3 separate regions of the Sus scrofa genome follow, and all the other regions are linked to region 3. Evidence: chromatin contacts called from public HiChIP or PLAC-seq and promoter capture Hi-C data. All regions are on one chromosome and are shown on one strand. The core of a region is the stretch at or near the end of the contact, and the rest is flanking DNA. Distances in the headings are between cores, read along the strand shown. Region 1 holds the start of HCN3 (potassium/sodium hyperpolarization-activated cyclic nucleotide-gated channel 3). Region 2 holds the start of GLMP (glycosylated lysosomal membrane protein). Region 3 holds the start of ARHGEF2 (Rho/Rac guanine nucleotide exchange factor 2).

What was found. Promoter capture Hi-C pulls out the DNA fragments that hold promoters and counts their contacts. HiChIP or PLAC-seq counts read pairs in DNA pulled down with a chosen protein or histone mark.
Region 1: an H3K27ac HiChIP or PLAC-seq map of alveolar macrophages shows a contact between it and region 3. The contact joins the promoter of HCN3 here to the promoter of ARHGEF2 in region 3. A contact is called at or near these places in 2 of 5 promoter capture datasets (fetal skeletal muscle and liver) and 2 of 2 datasets of contacts at active chromatin or transcription factors (alveolar macrophages and skeletal muscle).
Region 2: a promoter capture Hi-C map of fetal skeletal muscle shows a contact between it and region 3, with 2.9 times the contacts expected there. The contact joins the promoter of GLMP here to the promoter of ARHGEF2 in region 3. A contact is called at or near these places in 1 of 5 promoter capture datasets (fetal skeletal muscle) and 1 of 2 datasets of contacts at active chromatin or transcription factors (alveolar macrophages).

What each region holds. Positions count from the first base shown.
Region 1 is chr4:94,557,168-94,561,460 of Sscrofa11.1, forward strand. It overlaps HCN3 (potassium/sodium hyperpolarization-activated cyclic nucleotide-gated channel 3), which reads right to left and starts at 2,938. Exons shown (of 9, transcript XM_013997013.2): 1 at 2,894-2,938; 2 at 396-473. CLK2 (dual specificity protein kinase CLK2) reads left to right here and starts at 1,053. Exons shown (of 12, transcript XM_021089727.1): 1 at 1,053-1,460.
Region 2 is chr4:93,757,134-93,761,757 of Sscrofa11.1, forward strand. GLMP (glycosylated lysosomal membrane protein) reads left to right here and starts at 1,806. Exons shown (of 5, transcript XM_005663295.3): 1 at 1,806-1,968; 2 at 2,913-3,113; 3 at 3,235-3,453; 4 at 3,904-4,160; 5 at 4,274-4,624. The coding sequence starts at 1,849. The coding sequence ends at 4,439.
Region 3 is chr4:94,046,028-94,050,786 of Sscrofa11.1, forward strand. It overlaps ARHGEF2 (Rho/Rac guanine nucleotide exchange factor 2), which reads left to right and starts at 3,169. Exons shown (of 23, transcript NM_001128463.1): 1 at 3,169-3,215; 2 at 3,303-3,396.

The DNA.
Region 1 (4,293 bases), core at 1,688-4,187, 510 kb after region 3:
TTCGGTTTCTCCCTCAGATTGACCCTGAGCCTTGAAATATGATAAAATTTCCCAGATCCCCAGCAAGCAGGACTGGAGGAGGCAGCGGTCCCTAGTTCCTGTATTCCCTGTGGTCCAGGTGGGGTGCCGGGTTCCTGAAATGGGAAATCCAGGTCTCTGTTAATCTGCTTGTCCCTTCCAGCGCCCCCAGCCTAAGAAGTCAGCCAGGATCTCCAGCTGGGGACCCTTTGCCCAAGAATTCCCGGGCTAGGTTGGGGGAAGTGACTGTCGGCCCCCCAAGGGACCCCTGGGCCGGAAATGAAGTGTCTGTGGAGGGTGGGGCTGGCCCGGCCCCGTGCCCCGGCCCGTGGAGGTAGGACCTGTGTCCCCCGCCCTCCCTGCCGGACCCTCAGTACCGGAAGTCGCTGTAGGGATGGATGATCCAGGCCCCCGCTGACTTGACCCGCTCCTGCTCGATTTCCACTGCTTTGTGGCTGCCGAACACACGAAGGGAGAACTTGTTGACCGTAGGCTGGAGCAGCGTCCCGAGCTGCCTCCTCTTGGGCTCAGGCCCGGGCCCGGACCCAGGGATCGGACCGGAGGCCGTGGTCGTAGACGCCGGGGCAGCAGGAGGCGCCGCCTCCAGTCCAGGGGTCGCCCCGTCGCTGGTCCCAGTCGGCGGCCGCTGCTCCGCCTCCATGACGCCTGTCGGCCTACACGTTTGGCCTCCTATACCCTGCCGCGGCCATTCGGGACCCCCGACCCTTTCCGGAGTCGGAGCGGGAGCAGCCGGGCTGGCTCTGAGCGGAGGCGTAGTCGGCTAGGAACTGCCGGCGCGCCGGCGGAGGGGGTGTGTGCGACAGACTCTGCCGCGGGTGGCAGGGGGGTTGCGCTGCGCCCCCTGGCGAGAGTTGCGGGAAGGCTGGGCAGGGCGGGCGGAGGTGGGGCCACCGAGAGACCTCCCGGGAGGGGGCGGAGCCAATAAAGCCTGTAACCGGAGGGATACCGAGGTGGGTGTGGCTTAGCCAATGTGGGCGGTCCCTCAGGTGCAGGGAGCGTAGGAGAACGCGGCCAGTGCCAAGAGGGCGTGGCCTAGAGCTGCGGTGCCTTTGACCACGGAGTGCCGGGGAGGCGGAGCCGCCTGAGATCCGCGGGAAAACCGGACGCCGGTTGTAGTTCGTATGGCTCCGGAGGGCGAGGAATTGGGAACCAATGGAAGAGGCAGGGATTCTTTGGGGATTCTCCTTCCTAACGCTTACGGACTTCCTGCATTTCACTTTTTTTTTTCTCTCAGCACTCTCCTAGGCATATTCTTAAGGATCTCCTCGTTACTGCTCCCCCGAGTATTTCATTTCTGAATTCATCTGCCACCTTCACCACAAGCAACTCGGCCCATCACTGAGCGACCGCTGAGGATACAAGGATGAATACAAAGCCCTAGCCATAAAGGCACTGCTCGTCTACGCCCGCAAACAGAACAGGTAAATTACAGTAGTATGTGAAGTAAATTCTTCCCTTTATCTCCATTTCTTATTGCCTCCGACTTATTTCAAGCCCTCAGCATTTTTTCACCCAGATTATTTCAGAAGCGTCTAAATAGGTCTCTCAACTCTCAGGCCAATTCTCCTTCCAGAGTTAACTTCCTAAATCTAAATGTAGCTATCTCACTTGCTTAATATCCTTCAAACTTCTTAGTGTTCTATAGGATTACGGTTAAATTCCTTAGAATGACAACACAAGGCCCTGCAAAATTTAGACCTCTCTTTTCAACAACCTCCCTTCTGATAGTCCCTCTCTTGAAAGCCAGGACTCCAATTCTGTTTAAACACTTCATTTTGCTTTGTCTCCAGACTTTTGTAAATACTTTCTCTGCCTAGCACTCTCCTCCAATTCACTTTCCATCCATTGGTTCAGATGTCATCTCCTCTAGGAAACCTAGAAACACATTTATAACTCTCCTTTCCCAAGCTAGGGTTGTAGTCTAGAGCTTTCTTACAGTGGCCAGGGCACCACTGTTCATAACAGCTCTTAGCACAAGGCTGCCATTATTTGTTTACAGGTCTTTCCCATTATACTATGAAGCTCTGAAGAACAGGAGCCTTGAGCCTGGCACAGTGCTGGACAGAGTAGGAACTTAATAAATGCTTTTTGAATGAACGAGGGAAAGTGTACACGGAGAAGGAAGTGAGGTTCACTTTCCTCTCCACCCCTTCATTACCCTTCAGCTTCTATTTCAAGAAACTTTTCCTAAACCATTTCTGGCCAACTGATGAAAAATTCCTTCTGACTATCCTCCACCCTGACTCCTCTCTGTTTCTTTACTTGAATATAGTTATCCTCAGGTTATTTTTCATTTTCCTAATTACTGCTCAATTCCTTCTATAACATCTGTAACTCTACCCAGTTTTTCTCGTCTTCTGCTTTTTTTTTTTAATTCACCAAATTTAGACTTATCATATATTATGTGTAGGTATATAACAAAGTTCTCAAGTGATTTCCCCTTCTTTGGCACCTGAATCTCCACCCCTCCATTTCTCAAACCTTTCCTCCAAAGCCATTACCCCCCTCCCCCATATACAGAACGTGCACCAGCTTTTGTTCAGGACAAAAGATGGGAACCCCTCTTTGCTGTGGTTTGGTAGGCGAACTGTTTCAAAAACAGGCTATGATGGAGACTCACACCTCACCACCAGGCTTCAAAAGGTTTGCGGAGCGATGACATTCCGTAAACCACAACCCCTTCCTTTCAACCTCCAAACCTAACAAAGCAAGCCACATAAGTCCCACGAAAAGGGTCAAAGATTGAGGAAGGATACGGAAGAACACCAGGCGAGGCAGCGCGAGCCCAATAAACCGCTTCCACTCTCTCCCCGCCCCCATGAGCTTCCGCCCCCAGCACCTCCTCGGCTCTCACCGGACAGCAGAGAGCTACGCTAAGACGCGAAGGCGTGCGCGGTCCTGGGGGGCGGAGCCTAGGGGTAGCTGGGAATCGACGCAGGACGTGCGTGCGTGCGTACGTGCTCGCTCGCGGTGGCGGCGGCGGCGGATCGGGGAGGCCAGAGCCGGAGACCGAGCTGGGATCGGGCCCCGGGCGGGGGCGGTGCGAGCGGCGCCAAGCGGATCCTGGGGGCGGGCACGGAGCCGGGGCGGGCGGGACTGGAACGGAGCCCGGGAACGAGGCGGGAGGTCCAGGGTCTCGGGTTGGGGGGGTGGAGCCGCACTTCGTCGCCGCGGGGGTGCCGGGACTCCGGCCGCAGTGCCGCCGCCATCACGGACTTCCTGTGGGACAAGCGCACGGGCCTCGCCGCCAGAACGGTGAGCGCGCGGGCTGGCGGGCCGCGGGGCCGCGCGGAAAGATGGCGACCGCGGGGCGGACGGGGAGAAGATTGGATTGGGGGCAAGGGACCGGGGCGAGCTTGGGGGGTGGGGTGGGGCTGAGACGTGCGAAGTGGCAGAGGTGAGGAGTAGGAAGATGAGGTGGAATGTCGCCCTGTCTTAGATGCATTGGTAAAGACCAATAGGAAAGTTAGGAGGGACCAAAGTAGGAGAAGGGGTGATGGAGTAAAGATAGGAGTGGTTGCAAAGATGAGAAAGAATAGAAATCTCAAAAGTTGGGCCAAAGCTGGAGAGGTTGGAAGACACCACCATGTCACTTGGAGGCTGTGGAAAGAGTTTGACTCTAGGAGTTAGTTCTGGATTTTCTAAGTGAGAAAGAGAGGAAAAGATTAGAAGTGGAGAAAGATTGTAAGCTGGAGATAGTTGGGGGGGAGGGTTGGAAGGAGGAAAGCCTGTGAGGGACTTTGGTGGCACTGTGTATGTAGTGAGATGACATGTGCGTGGCTGTGTTAAGCAAGGTTGGGTTATCGGGGAGAATCTTGTACTTGCGTCTTCTTGGCTTCCTGCAAGCCCTTTTACGCCTGGAATGAATCAAATGCCACCCTTCTCTTCAATTTGAGAAGTAGCTCAGAATGGAAGCCAGATGTTGGAATCATTAAGCCTTTTCCACACCTAATCCTACCACTGCCACCCCCAACAAGGTGCACCTCTGTCCCTGGCCCATGTACTTTCATTCTGCCCTGTAAGTCTCATCTTATTGGTTCCTGACAGTAATTTTCTTTCCTTGAAGGAAAAAAGAATTAGTGCACCCTGCCATTCCAATTCCAGTAACTGGAAGGTGGCCGGCTTTTAGCCAGGCAGTACTGATAATAATTAAAAAGCAGTTATTCGGTACTTCCTAACCCAAAAGGGAAGGGGCTGGGTGGAAAGCTGACTGCAGCTTGGGGCCTCCTGGATTAAAACCATTTAAGGACGATT
Region 2 (4,624 bases), core at 556-3,055, 290 kb before region 3:
CTCAAACATGGTGTGAGTATTAATTGATGAACCCCATAGAGGGCAATTTGAGCAATTCTACTCCTGGGTACTTAACCTATAGATTTGGTTGCAAATATGTATGAAATGCTGTTCATAAAAATACATTCCTTCCAGTGTTCTTTGCCACAAGAAAGTGTTGCAAACTATCAAGGCTCTGGCTAAATATATTCAGGGAACATTTTCCCCTGCAATGAAAGACTGGAGAATAAGGCAGCTCCAAGTGCATTGATACAGAGCAATCCTCAATATATAAGTGAAAGAGCAAACTGCAGAACAGTACTTGGATTCCAGGATACATAGTATATGTGTATACATATATGTATGTAGTATGCAATAGATATATATGCTTGAGCATTGCATAGAATGTTTTTAGGAAGGATACATAAGCTGGTAATAGCGGTTGTCTCAAGGAAGGACCCAGGTTGCAGAGGAGAAGGGGTGATAATCCTTTGGTACCTTACGAATATTATACCATGTGCATTTATTTTTAGTCAAATAATTTTAGGATTAGGCTAAAAAAAAAAACCCAAATCAAAAAGTGCATTCAGTGGAGTTCCCGTCGTGGCGCAGTGGTTAACGAATCCGACTAGGAACCATGAGGTTGTGGGTTCGATCCCTGCCCTTGCTCAGTGGGTTAACGATCCGGCGTTGCTGTGAGCTGTGGTGTAGGTTGCAGACGTGGCTCGGATCCCGCGTTGGTGTGGCTCTGGCGTAGGCCAGTGGCTACAGCTCCGATTCAACCCCTAGCCTGGGAACCTCCATATGCCGCGGGAGCGGCCCAAGAAGTAGCAACAATAACAACAACAACAACAACAAAAAGGCAAAAGACAAAAAAAAAAAAAAAAAGTGCATTCAGGAGTTCCCATCGTGGCGCAGTGGTTAACGAATCTGACTAGGAACCATGAGGTTGCGGGTTCGATCCCTGCCCCTGCTCAGTGGGTTAACAATCCGACTGTGAGCTGTGGTGTAGGTTGCAGACTCAGCTTGGATCCTGCGCTGCTGTGGCTCTGGCATAGGCCGGCAGCTACAGCTCTGATTTGACCCCTAGCCTGGGAACCTCCCATATGCCGCTGGAGTGGCCCAAGAAATGGCAAAAAGACAAAAAAAAAAAAAAGCATTTGTTTAGCCAGACATCAACTCCCTTTGAAAAATACTGCTTTCATTTTCTATTTTCTGAAGTTTCTTTTCTCAACCATAAAATTGTGAGCTCTTCCAGACAAGAATGTGCATACCTGGAAACTCAGTAAATAGTAATAATTGACAAAAAGTTCCCTCTGAGGTGTGCTATCCCCTGCCCCCACCGCCCCACATTCCTTCAAATTTCCTCTGTGCCTTCCCTGCCTCAGAGTCGTTTTGCAGATTCCATTTGAATCTTGAATCCAGACAACATGCCCACTTACAGCTTAGTTTAGTGGGACAGTTGGGTAGGAGAGGTTGGGAATATTTGGGAATATGTCTGCCAATCTAGGCCAGGATGACTTGCTTGCCAGCTCAGTTGGGGATGATGAACAATGCTTAACTTTTTTTTTTTTTTCCCTTTTTTGCCACACGGTCAGTGTGCGGAAATTCCTGGGCCAGGGATCGAACCTACGCCGCACAGCAGCAACCAGAGCCACAGCAGTGAGAACATAGGATTCTCAACGCGCTAGGCCATCAGAGAACTCTCCGCTTAACCTTTCTGATTCTATTCTCACGCAAGCCTAAATCTGAGTTAAGGGAGGCGGTCTCTTTAAGAACTGCTGTGATGGCCCCGCCCTTTAAAGAGATCAGCTGAATCTCTGAGTCATATGACCCAGCGTCTCTTCCGCCCTCTGAAGTTAGAACTGCATGGGTAGCTGTGAGGAGCCCTGCCGGGGTTGGGGGCACTATGTCCCCAGCCCCGTGCTCCTCCTGAGTCTACTTCTGACAGCAGCTCCTTTTGGCCTGCTGGGGGAGGAAACCCGCCAGGTGAGGGACTAGAGCAATCCTGTTTCAGGATGTGCTGCCTTGAAGGGTGGTTGGAATCTAGGATAACCGAGAGGTGGGGGTGGAGGGTGCTTGCATTGAGAAGAGTTTCTTCAACCCTGGGGGTGGGGACAGCCATGGATCATGGGACAGAATTGAGAAGTAGGATGTATGAGGGCTTCCTGTCTTCCCGGGAAATCTGAACTCTGACTTAGCCCTGAGTAAGCCAGATCCAGGCAAGTATTGGATTTTTTTTTTTTTTTTCTTCTCTCAGCCCTGTGTCCTTATCTCTCCACTAGAGTCAAGGCCGTTTTCTCTACCCACCTCTCCTTACAGCAGGAATCTCTTAGCTCCCACAAGCATTGCTCTTGCCTAGGCCCCAAGGTCCCACCGTTTCCCCATCATTTCCCAAGCCCCCTTCCCTGTCCCCAAACATCTGCCCTGTGTCTCTCCCTGATCCTGTTCCCTTGACCCTCCCACTACTCCATGTTCTAGGTGTCTCTGGAGGTCATCTCTGACGGGCTGGACCCTCCCCAGAACCTGCTTCATATCCATGCAGTGGGTACCAACTCCACACTGCACTATGTGTGGAGCAGCCTAGGGCCCCCAGCAGTGCTACTAGTGGCCACCAATACCCCCCACAGCACCCTGCGTGTGAACTGGAGCCTCCTGATCTCCTCTGACCCTGAAGGGAGCTTGATGGTGCTCCCCAAAGACAGCATCCAATTTTCTTCTGCCGTTGTCTTTACCAGGGTGAGGAGGTTGGGGGAAACCGAAGGGAATCAGTACAGAGGAGAGACTTCATTTGAGTTAGAGAAACTGAAGACTGGGGGTAGATGAAATAGAGGTATGAGAGCCGGGGGTGGGGGGCAGTGACTTGGGGGGTGGTGACTCAGGAGAAACCTGGACTCTGGCAAGCCCAGTCCCTCCTCACCCCCACCCGCCAGCTGTTTGAATTTGACAGCACCAACACATCCGATGCAGTGACAAAGCCTCCAAGAAAATCGTATCCTCCGTATTCCTTGGCTGAGTTCTCTTGGAACAACATCACTGATTCATTGGATCCTGCCACCCTGAGTGCCACATTTCGAGGCCACCCCATTCACGACCCTACCGGGGCTTTTGCCAATGGCAGCTTGGCCCTCAGGGTAAGGGTATGGGGAATCAGAACTCAAAAGGCTGGTTGATAAGGGTGGGAGTTGATGAGGGTCGCCTTCAAACACAGGTATCTGCCTGCTTCCCACGCCTCCCATGCCTCTTCCATCCTAGGTGCAGGCATTCTCCAAATCTGGCCGACCAGCACAACCCCCTCGCCTCCTGCACACAGCGGACACCTGCCAGCTAGAGGTGGCTCTGGTTGGGGCCACTCCCCGGGGAAACCGCTCCCTGTTTGGGCTGGAGGTAGCCACCTTGAGCCAGGGCCCTGACTGCCCCTCAGTGCAGGAGCAGCGCTCCATCGATGATGAATATGCACCCGCTGTCTTCCAGGTCAGGCTTCCTGCAGAGAGGTGGATGGGTGGGAGGCAAAGAGGGATCCAGTTAGGACCTCAGAGAATCATTCAACCATTTGCACTTAGCAACACTATTCAGTTCCTTGAAGTACTGGGCACTGTGGTAATGAATTTAGTCCAGTCTCTGCCCTCAGCAGAGAGGCCAGTCAGAAGGTGGTACAGTGTGACTAGTGCTCTGAAAGGTGGGATCTGCAAGGGCCTCGGGTCCCAGAGGAGAGAGCTTGTTGAGGGTTGAGGCTGGAAGAGGACTCAGTGCCATCCAGTCCAGCTCCCTTTTCTACAGGGGAGAGATTGGTGCAAACAGCCTGGGAATCCTAGAACCAGACCTAGGACTCAGGACAACTTGATGACATGGAGGCTGGGAAGGGGTAGCGGAACAGAAGGGTCAGACACCAACCTCACCCTGCCTATTTGCCTTTCTCCCCAGTTGGACCAGCTGCTGTGGGGCTCCCTCCCATCAGGCTTCGTGCAGTGGCGACCAGTGGCTTTCTCCCAGAAGCAGGGGAGCCGGGATTCAGCCATGCCCTGCCAAGCTTCCCCTCTTTACCCCACCTTGGCATACCTTCTCCCCCAGTCACCTATTGTTCGAGCCTTCTTTGGGTCCCAGAACAACTTCTGTGCCTTCAATCTAACATTTGGAGCTTCCACAGGCCCTGGCTACTGGGACCAACACTACCTCAGCTGGTGAGAGTCTGGGCCTGGGCCAAGGGTTTGGGAGGCTGAAGTGGAGGAGAGCTGGGCCTCCAGCCTTCCCTCCTAAGCCTGCTTACCTCTCCTTCTCACTCTGCTTGCTCTAGGTCCATGCTCCTGGGTGTGGGCTCCCCTCCGGTGGATGCCTTGTCCCCGCTAGTCCTGGGCATCATGGCAGTGGCCCTGGGTGCACCAGGGCTCATGCTGCTGGCAGGAGGCCTGTTTGTAATGCTGGGCCACAAGCGGCACTCAGAATACCAGTCCATAAATTGAGGCCTGCTCTCTAGAGGGAAGGACATTACTGGACCTGCCTTGTAGTCTGCAAGTTTGAGGTCTGTATTCCCAGCCAGCTGCTCCCTTTTCAGCTGCTCTTGCTTTCCTGCAGAACCTCAGAGACCAGCCTCAACTTCCTATGGACCCAGGTGGGGCATCCTTCAAACTCTGAGGAGGGGCCAGGG
Region 3 (4,759 bases), core at 1,919-4,418:
ATATTCTTCCTTTTATTTTCTTTGGATTTATTTTGCTGTTATTTTTCTAACCATTGAAGTTGGCCCAGCTCATTAATTTTCAATTAAAAAATTTCGATGTAAGCATTTTAAAGCGGCAAATTATCCTTGAAATACCATTTTGACCATCTCGCACAAGTTTTCATCATAATTGTTATAAAATATCTTTAGATTTCCATAACAGTTTTTTCTTTGACAAGTAAGTTAATTTAGAAGGGTGTTTAAACATTTCTAAATCTATGAAGCTCTTTTAAAAACCTAAAAAAACTGAAATACAACATAGATACAGAAAAGTATATAAAATTTACATGTAAAATGTAATGAATAATTCGAAAGCAAAGAACCACGTTACCACTCCAGCTTAAAAAAAAAATAGAGTACCACCAAACCCCAGAAGCCCCCATGTCTCTCCCCATCCATAACCCTCTCTCTCCCGGCAGAGGACCATTTTCTTGACTTTCAAGATCAGTTTTTCTTATGGATTTACTACCTTTCTTTCTATGCATCTCTAAACAATATCAGTTAGTTTTACCTATTTTAAACTTTGTATGAATGTAATCATAAAGTATGTAAATCTTTGTGTCTTCTTTCACTTAGCATCTTTGTGAGATGCATCTATATTTTTGGGTGAACTGTAGTCAGTTCATTTTTATTGTTGAATAATACTTCTGTATGTAAATATATCACAGATTCTTTATCCAGTCTACTGGGTTGTTTCCTATGATTTCTATGATAGAGAGTATCAGGAATGTGTTATATTTTGCCTTATGTATGGATACATGGCCAGTTTTTTTTTTTTTTAATATTCCATGTAGGCTTGCAAAAAAAAAAAAGTGATTTTCTAAAGATTGAATTGTGTGGTTTATGAATATTTCTTTTTTTAATGATTTTTATTTTTTCTATTAAACTTGGTTTGTAGTGTTCCATCTATTTTCCACTGTAGCAAAATGACCTAGTCACACATATGGTTTATGAAAATTTCTACTCCCTATTGTATTAAATCCAGACTGCCTCAGATATTTGGGTTTTGTTTGTTTTTTCATTACCTGTCTGGCCTCTAGGTTGAGTTTGTCTTCTCTGGAAACTATCCAGGCTAAATCTTTTCTAAGATATTTTCTATATTAAGGCAGCCTGGGTTTGAATTGCAACAGAGTGATGTCTACTGAATAGCAAGAATAACTTCTCAACTATTTCAAGTGGAATGTTCCAGATATGGGTACTGGGGAGGGGTGGAAGGCCTGAAGGCCCTTGCTGTGGGAAAGTGAGAAGCCTGTGGGGAGATGGATGAAACTTGACTTTTGCATGAAGATTCTTAACTTGATTCTAGGGTCAGGGTTCCTGTCATCCATCCGCTGGCCCTTTGGACCACTCAGCCACTGGCATGGTTTCCAAATCTGTATCCATGAGTGGCATCAATTGTTTTGTGGGATGCTCAGATCCAGCTGGTGAGTAAAAGTGGGGAGCAAAGCATTAGTGTTCCTTTCCTCTGTTTCACCCCACTCCTCAGGGCCAGCTGTTTAGGGTCTGGATGGCCGGCATTATGTTTAACCACACGCCCTTGGAAACACCATTGTGCCTCTATTCAAAAGAGAGATCTGAATTCAGGACTTTGGTATTCTGAGGCTCTCCTTTTAATGAAGGCCATAGGAGAGGGAGAGGCTTTCTAGCATCTCCTGTCACTAGAGATGGAGGACAGTTACCTGCAATGTACCTTGACAGTAAGATGAGGCTTTGGGAACTCCAAGGCAATCCTCTGCCCTCCACCTTCACCAGAAACAGAACTGAGACATTGGTCTTCCTGCCCTGTCTCCACACAATCCCAGTGCTCTGTTACTGTGGCTCCGAAGTTCTTCAGCTCTGCTCTGCTGAGACACCGCCCTCCTTCCCTACTCCCCAGTGCCCGCCCTCAGGAATGGCGTCACAGGCACCTGCAGCTTGGGAACCTGATCCAGGTGGAGGGGGTGGGGGAGGCAGCTCTGGGCGCCTTTGTCTGGCTTTAGCTGGACACTTCATGGTCTCCTTTTGTGTTGGCAGGAAATTTGTCCCAGTCCTCTGCTGCTGAGCTCAGCCAAAGGTGAGTTTGGGGGACTCGGAGCCCTTCAGAGGCCTAGATGGGGGAGGGGCAGTGGGACTGGGCAATGGGTTCTATAGCTCCAAGGGTCTCTGCTTCCTGAAACATTGTTCCCCTTAATGTTTCTAATCAAAAACCTCCAAATAGCCTTCTCTCTGGGCTGCCTAACATTCCGCTTCTCATTGGCCAGGGAAAACTAAGGAGGTTCCTGGCAGCTCCATGGGATGAGGAAGACATTAGGGAAAGAAAAGGAATATCTGGATCCCAGGGTGTCTGGTAAATAAATGAGCGGGAGGTTGTTTGCTGTTCTCAGTGTCAGAAAGGTGAGCAGGCAGATTGGCTGCTGTGCAATCAGGGAGAGACAGTGATCAAGGATCCTGGATCAGCTTTGGATGGCTGAGGTAATAGACCAATGGGGAGTGGCCCTCAGAAGAGCTGGGCAAGGGCTATAGCGCTCCGAGAGGAGAGGGCAGGGGCTGATGCACATAGCTCAGGACTCGAGGTGGGAGCTGGGAGATTTCAACATCTATGTAAATAAGTACGCAAAATCAGCACCTGTTTATTTGGCTCCTTCGGCCGAAGCCTGATTAGAGTGGGTCAGCCTTCTAAGACAGTGTGGGTGTGTGAGCTAGTAATGGCCCCTTTAAGATATCAAGTTTTGATTTGTGGTCTTGAAAATCTCTAGCTGACACATCCTCCTGGCTCTGGGTTTGGGATTAGCTCATGGGATGGGGCTGATGAAATCCCAGGAAATTCAGTCCTTATTGGCGTTAGGCCCAGAGGCCCTTTCCAAATAGCAGAGGGTCGTACACAGAGCTCTTGTTTTGTGCAGGGAAAAAGTCCTCCCTGGAGATTCCCTCCCCTCACCCCATATCATTTCCGTTGGGGAGCAGCATGAAAGAGGAGATTGGGCCTGGATTAGGTAGGAAGGGGGGTGGTGTCTGTATTTATCTGGGAGGAGACAGAGTTTTCCTCATAAATAGAGGGGCCTGGGAAACTGCAGTGACTGCATCCAGGAAATCCCAGGAGGTGAGGGGGTGGGGACATCTTCCTCTCCAGTCCTTCCTCGCTCTTCCTCACCCTTCTCTCAGTCTCTGCCCTGTATCTTCCTTCTCTCCTGGCCATGGTACCTTCATCCACCATCTCTCTGGGAGTATCTTGTTCTTTCCCAGCTCTCTTTCTCTCTCCTCACCTCTTCTTTTTCTCTCTGCAGCTGTAGCCAGCTGGAAGGGGGCTCAGGTACCTGGGCAGGCTCCTCCCTGCGACGGACCCTCAGCTTCATCTTGGGCATGACCGGAAAGGCCAAGGTAGGAGTGCAGGGCGGTGGGGGGGGAGTACCCAGGGAGGGAGAAGAAGGCTCGGGACCCACTGCCCTCCCTGATTCTTCCTCTCCACCTACCATCTGCTCTCTTCCCCAGCTTCTCCTGGTGGCAAAGACTCAGGGCAATGGTTCAAGTTTGAAGGGAAATGTTATGTGTCCCTCTCTCCCTCCCTGTATCCCAGTAAACTACCTTTGCTCTGCTTTCCCCATGCCTCCAGCTTCTCAGCCAGCTGTAGACAGCTGGAAGAGGAGAAGGGCCAGGAACCTCGGAAGCTGAGGAGTTGCCCAGCCCTCCCTCTCTTTAGGCCCCACATAGCTAAGAGGTGGGCAGCAGAAATCTTAACCATCGGACAAAATAATGATAATAATCACAGCAATACTTTTTACTTCTTCAGAGGGCATTAGGGTTTGCAAAGTGCTTTTACACTCATAATTTTATGGGTGGATACAGCAGCTGAAGGAGTTGAAATTAGACCATAGGCAGAGTGGAAGCCAGGAAAGTGTATGATTATGGAAGTGCGCACACACACCGTACATGTGCAGTTCTGACCCCAGGACGGTGAAGGCACATTGCTCTCCTCCTTATTCCCAACCCCCAGGCTCTGTGAAATTGGGAGCTCTGCCTGCCACTTGAATGCATTTCCACTTTCTTCATCTACTGGCAGAATGAGCCACCCCCCTTTTCCTCTCTGGCTTCCCCCTGTGTGCATGTACTTTCCCACTTGGGCGGCTTCTGAGCACTGAAAGAAACCCCAGACAAGACAGCATCAGATTTAGCTGGAAGCACCACAGAGTCTCACCCAGTAAGGTTACCTGGGCTCCTCCCAGCCCCACCCACAGTGCCAGGGCTCGTCTTGGCCAGCCTTTTAGCTAGAATTCTCTTTCCTCTGGGTGAGCAGGGAAGGCAGAAATGAAACGCGGTTCTTAGTACCTTCTCACCACAGGCCACAGATGGGGAGTGGAGGCACAAGACCAGGCAGTCTGAGAGCAGGGTAGGTGGGCAGTGAGGCTTCCTCTCTCTGACTGGAGCAGAGCTCTCTAGAGAACAAAGCCAACACGGAGACCTGGGATCTGAGTCCCCCTCCCTGCAGGCACTCTGTTCAGGGTAGGAAAGTTTGAGGGCAGAAATCACCCTCCTTTCCTGCAACGGGAATGGTAGGGGAAGTCAGCGCTGGCAGGGGGCTCTCTAGATCTCGCCTGGTCTGCATTTGCCCTCCCTTGACCTAGGAGTTCAGTGAATAGATGAAGGAGAAAGTGGCCAGAGACTGGTGGAGCTCAAGCAGGCGGCAGAAAAGAGCTCAGAATCAGGACATTGTCTCACTTGCCTTTCCTCACAGCCCTCTGGTCCC